Regions from separate parts of the Zea mays genome. Here region 2 is linked to region 1. The links are chromatin contacts, called in public Hi-C maps. All regions are on one chromosome and are shown on one strand. Each heading gives the region's core, a stretch centred on a gene start, on an enhancer-like site or on the middle of the called end of the contact. The rest is flanking DNA. Distances are from core to core; before and after follow the strand shown.

The links. Hi-C and Micro-C count contacts between places; a contact is called where the count stands out from the background.
Region 2: a Hi-C map of root tip shows a contact between it and region 1, with 5 times the contacts expected there. The contact joins the enhancer-like site here to the promoter of LOC100283483 in region 1. A contact is called at or near these places in 9 of 25 Hi-C or Micro-C datasets (bundle sheath, ear, endosperm and 4 more) and 1 of 3 datasets of contacts at active chromatin or transcription factors (seedling).

Annotation. Positions count from the first base shown.
Region 1 is chr1:280,499,011-280,501,710 of Zm-B73-REFERENCE-NAM-5.0, forward strand. LOC100283483 reads left to right here and starts at 1,442. Exons shown (of 15, transcript NM_001156383.1): 1 at 1,442-1,741; 2 at 1,861-1,911; 3 at 2,000-2,072; 4 at 2,230-2,348; 5 at 2,429-2,502. The coding sequence starts at 1,682. LOC103645598 (E3 ubiquitin-protein ligase HOS1) reads right to left here and starts at 1,321. Exons shown (of 10, transcript XM_020546920.2): 1 at 1,084-1,321; 2 at 1-61. The coding sequence starts at 1,101.
Region 2 is chr1:280,572,064-280,574,993 of Zm-B73-REFERENCE-NAM-5.0, forward strand. It overlaps the pseudogene LOC103645599. Among protein-coding and RNA genes, the nearest start is that of LOC542363, 21 kb to the right of the region's middle. Within about 2 kb of position 1,523, at least 2 of the 20 cell types and tissues checked have an H3K27ac peak or open chromatin away from gene starts, as enhancers often do. A contact at or near this core is called in root tip, where this site is marked.

The DNA of each region.
Region 1 (2,700 bases), core at 192-2,691:
CAATTCTGGCCTCCTTGCATAGCTCGATGAGATCAATGGATGCCAACTGCTCCAACGCATTCTGCCAAAAGAAATCATTCTTTCAGCAACTACCACCAGAAATTTACTCCATATAAAGTACATTTTATCATTTGATTTGAGGCCACATGGGGCTCACTCAAAAAAACAAAAAAAAGGCCTTGTACTTCTTGGCCACTAAGCTAATTGACTCCATGAAAAATGCTAGATGGGAATACAAAAAGAAAACAAAATGCTACAGTTACTTAAGCTCACAGACAGGACGTGGATGTAAACGACTAAACGCACATGCACACAAAGGTTTGTCATGATTGGAATCTCATACAGAGAGTCCTCTACTTTCAAGTATGGGCTCTTATGTGAGTATTTCTGTGGGATTGTGGAATAAGGGACATCTGTGGTATGTGCCTTGCCCCCCAAAACATAAAGTAGCCCCTTGAAACAGAGCTTTATGCTCCCAAAAGAGAATGAAATGCAGGAACAAAAGGACCTGTTGCATTGAAAAAAATCCATCCCTCCATAAATTATTTACTCAAAAAAGCAGTGAGATAATGAATAGTATCTTAATATCCAGGGTACCGTAAAGCAATTCTACCCTTGGCTATCAGAGTTTCACAGGTTAAATTAATGTTCACTCGTTCTGTGGTAGGAACAGAACATTTTTCTCTGAACCAAATTGGTTCAACCAATTAAATGCCCTAAAATGTGCCTAAATAAAACCCAGACTTCGTGAAGCTAGCAAGCAGTTCATGAGTTTTGGAGGCACAAAGAATAGAAGCTAGTAGGCATAATTCGTGTACACGCTTGCAATTAGATCAGGTCCCATTACAGATAACCAGGTTAGGCTTTGCCTTCCGCTCGGTTTCGCATGGTAGGAAGTGGATAGAAGGGGCATGCCAGATAGCTTAGAGTTTTTTTTTTGCTATTATAGGACTCTTTTTAACAGGCTTCTCCCTAATGGTGCTCTGAATATAAGCTTCTCCTCGATAGCTTAGGTTAGACTTTGGTTGCTGCACTGGCGCTCGGTTTCGCGCAGCAGGAAGGGAAGAGAAGGGACCGGCATACCATTTGTTGAGCGCTCATTGCCGGAGACGGGGCCGACGAAGACCTGGGAATCTGGCGAAGACGGTGGTAGTGCCGTAGTGGTCGCGCTGAGAGGGGGAGAGAGCACGCGCGGGGAGAACGAGTAACCCAGGCCTGGGCCGTTCCGCCGGGGGGGGGGGGGGGGGGGGGGGGGGGGGGGGGCGCAACCGTACAGAGAGAGAGAGACTCAGAGAGGATCGGCCTAGATCGAATCAGCGGAAACATGTGAAGTGCTCCAAGATCTTACTGGGCCTAGGACAGGCCAGATAGTTCGATTGGGCCGGATCGGATGCACCAGTGCACCACGTAGAAAGACCGACTCCGTTAGCTTCTCCCTTCCCTCACCGAAAAAAAAACCATCACCGCCTTCCCGGCGCTCGCCGCTGCCACCCGTCGCCGCGCGCCTTTCCGCCACCCGCCGCCGCTGTTGGCGCCCAAACATCGCATCTGCTGTTGCTTTATCCCTTTTATTCCACAGCCGCTCTAAGTGGTGGGTGTCCCTCTATATTCGCCGCTTATAGGAATCGAGGGTTCGATCGGCTGTGGTGCGTGGTGACTGTGAACGAGGAGGAGCGCAAAGATGGCTGATTTCCGGACCTCCACCCAACGGGAGAGGTGGATCTTCCAGTCGCACGATTTGGTGAGCTCGGGCGCTCAGAGTTTGCTTTACTATGCTTTGTCACGGTCTCGGCGGTTCCAGTCTGTTCTGACTTTCTGACAGTACGGCGCGCCCGCGCGCCCTTATGCTGTGCTTCGCAGATGGAGAGGTGGGCGGCGGCAAACCAGCGGGCCGCTCAGACCCTTGCGCAGGTTGGGTTGCGTTGCTTCCCCTTGGGTAGCCGTATCTACTTGATTAATTCCGAGTTTACTCATCGTTCCTCTCGTGCTCTTTGTGAAGTATGGGACGACCCGGCTTAATGTGGACCTGCTTGATGGCTCGGTATCCTACCCAGAGTCCATGCCGGATCATGGTATGCGACATTTGTTGGTTTATAACTCACCTGTGCTATGTGTATTCCAAAATATGAAATATATATGCACCACCAGTTCACTCCAAAGAGCTGTGCTTTCATGATTTTCCACTTGCGCTTCGTCAAGCTAGTGTTGAAATAGTGTTCTTTGGTTCAGTTGAGGGTAGCTCGGTTGTAAAGCCTCTTTCTTACGAAGAGGAGCAATTGACAAGGGTATTTTACGAGCAGAAGATTCAGGAAGTATGCGCTGCATTCAAGTTCCCTCACAAAATCCAGGTAAAGAATCCCCTCTTCCAAGATGGAACCTTTATGAGGTTATGATTCTGGTTGCTCATGGTTTGCTTACTGCTTTGCAGGCTACAGCAATAATATATTTCAAGAGATTCTATCTACAATGGTCTGTAATGGAGCATCAACCAAAGCATATTATGTAAGCAGGGTACTCAGCAGTAATGAAACAATTATGGTTCTACGTTTGTGAATGTAAAGGTTGATTTCTAGTGTGCTCATGCTTAGCTAAGTTCTCTTCATATTATGTGAAGATCGATGCATGTGACTTGAAAACTGAGTGTGCTTATCTAAGTTATCTTCATATTGTGTTAAGAGCGATGTGTGTGTCTTGATCAAA
Region 2 (2,930 bases), core at 273-2,772, 73 kb after region 1:
GTAGGATGTCTCTGACCGCCACAATTTCATCCCTAGAGGGGTTGATGAAGATAGCAGCATCATCAGCATAAAGAGACGTCCTAAGATTGGCTGTGTTTAGCAGAAGGGGGGATATAACGAACTTATAGTCATGCTATAATGTTATCCATGAGAATTGCTAAAGGACCACCTGGGATTATTGTAGATTTTTATTACCTGGTCATTTTGTGCATCATGTAGTATTTATGATCTCTGCCTTTATTTCCTTTTTTACTTGATGTTGATGACTAAATTGAAGTTTCATTTAATTTTGCTTAGGTTGCAGGAAAATACCGCACCATGTTGTGAGATTTACTGATCCTAGCAAATTTTTTCTGTCAACGTTTAAAGTAATATTTTAACAACTTGTAATTAACATTGCAATCATATGAGTTTGTCCCAGTTGGAATGACAAGGTAATTTTTTTAAGTCTGTTCTTCTATAGTTCTCCGGCTTAACCATCTGAACCCTACCAATATGCTTGAATGCTCATCTAGTTTATATCCCAAGCTTCTCAAAATAAATAAAGAAGCATAAAAATGCAGAAGGCATAAAAACCTGCTGATTTACCCTAGTATCAGAATCAGTCGCCTCCAGTTTTGGCCTTTTGGGTTACTGCAAATCCCACAGATTCTTGTAAAATCCACATCAATGCGAACTGCATCTTTTAGTTTTTAGAATGCATTGTCTGAATGTGGTCATAGAACAGCTTATCTATTTATTTTTCTATTACTTATTAGGGCAGATATGCTATAGTTCAAGTATACTTTTCTTCCATCTACAGGAATATCATTTAGCTGTTTTTGACTGGAATTCCTTGTGTTCTGGGTAAATTTCAGGAATCTGTTATTTCAACTGTCCTCAAGCTCTGCCTGAAAAGCCTGCAAGAATTTGTCCGTCTTCAGACTTTCAACAGAAGTGGGTTTCAGCAGATTCAGCTGGATATGGAATTTCTCAAGACCTCTCTTAAGGCCCGTTTGTTTCGTTGAAATTAAATTCTATTTTAATAATTATAATTTACACAAAACTAATTAAGTTTATATATTTATATATGTAATATATTTGTATATTATCCTAAATCATATGAAAAAGATAGTTATATACTACATTTATGTTATAGCGGCGCAAGTAGAAGAGTGTACTATAAGTTGTACATCGGAAAAATAACATTTAAATCTATAGAATCAATTTTCATATCTCACCCCATGAATTTGAGATATACTTATATGATAATTTTGGAAAGTGGTGGAATGTCACATTCTAAAAAAAGTAGCATATTACATTAGTAAGATTCCAATTCCTCAAAATGAAAAGAAACAAACGGGGCCTTAAGGAATTTGTGGATGATGAAGCAGCCATTAGCTTTTTACTCAAAGAGGTCATATACTTTTTCCTGAAAAACGCAGGAGAACCTCTTTCTTAAAGAAGACCGAAAAAATACAAGGCACTCTTTACGGAGGCCAGAAACATGTATACAAAAAAGGATCCGTAAAAACGGAAACCACCACTACAAACTCCATAGACAGCAGCCCTCAAGATTCAGGTGAAGGAGCTGCCAGATAGGATAGCCCTTTGGCCCCTGCAATTTCCCACATTCTCCTCTCTTCATCAGCGAGTCTTAGGCAAGCTGGGTGTTCCGTTATCAAAAACACATCAATTACGGTGTTTCCAAATCATCCAGGCCTGGCACTGTACATTTTGACTTGCCACCGATTGATTTTGCCCGAGACCAGTCAAAACTGCACTTATATGTAATTTATTGTGCTTACCTGTAACTCACATCTTCATATCTCTGCAGATGAACAATGCAGCCCATGAGAGATGCCTTGACCCACTCCCTCTTGAGTCCCCCATATTGGATAAGCTGATAAATGCAAAACTAGCAAAAATTAAAGAGGAAAATCCAAATCTTTCGGTAACTATGCACAGATTGGTACCATTTACTAGAATTCAGTTCTGTCCATTTGAGTCGACTGTCAGAGTTATGTGCAGCTTTATAGAGTTTAGGACACATAACATGTTGCTGACCGCATGTAAATTTGGAGACTGGAGTCAGACTCAGAATTGAATAACACTCCCAAAATGTATAATAGTATACTTAATTTGAGGCGGTTGAGCTCAGCTCGGCATCCCCTTGCTTGTTGTTGAGCTCTAAAAAGAGCGGTGCGGACGGTCCGGCCCCGAGGCCGGACGGTCCGCGGTCTGGACAGTCCGCGGTGGTAACGCGGACGGTCCGCGCGTGCGCAGAATCAGTTAGGGTTCCTAGTTTCTCGCGGGATTTGTTACCTAAAACCACGGGATTAACTCAGAAATCAGTTTGAAGCGGATCCAGACCTCCCCCTTTATATAGATGAAGGGCTACGGCCGATTCAACCCCCAACAATCGAACCAATACCACTTCTATCTCGCATTTATTTCCAGCACAATTAGGAGTAGTTCTAGTCTAGTTCTAGTTTAGCCCTAGTTTAGTATTCCAATCCCCAAATTCTCTGCCTCTCCTCGACTCTACGTCGATTAGAGGAGTCTAGGTCGGTCTGCCCGAGCCTAGACAACTCCTAGGATCTCTGCTCCCCGACGGGGTCCCTCCCGGGAGCGAGATCCAGGCGCCGCCGGCGATCTTCCGCCGCCCCTGCGCACGCGCGGACCGTTCGGCCCTAGGGCGCGGACCGTCCGGCCGTCAGGCAGGGGATCCTAGCTCCTGCACCAGGTCGCGGACCGTCCGGCCCTGTGTCGCGGACCGTCCGCGTCTGACCAGGGAGCACCGCCGCCTCGCGCCAGGTCGCGGACCGTCCGGCTCTGTGCCGCGGACCGTCCGCGCCTGACCAGAGAGCACCGCCGCTGGTTCTTTTGAGTGATTGGCGCCTCCAAAAAGGTGTCAACATACTTTTTGATTATGCCCCCCTGCCTTTTGG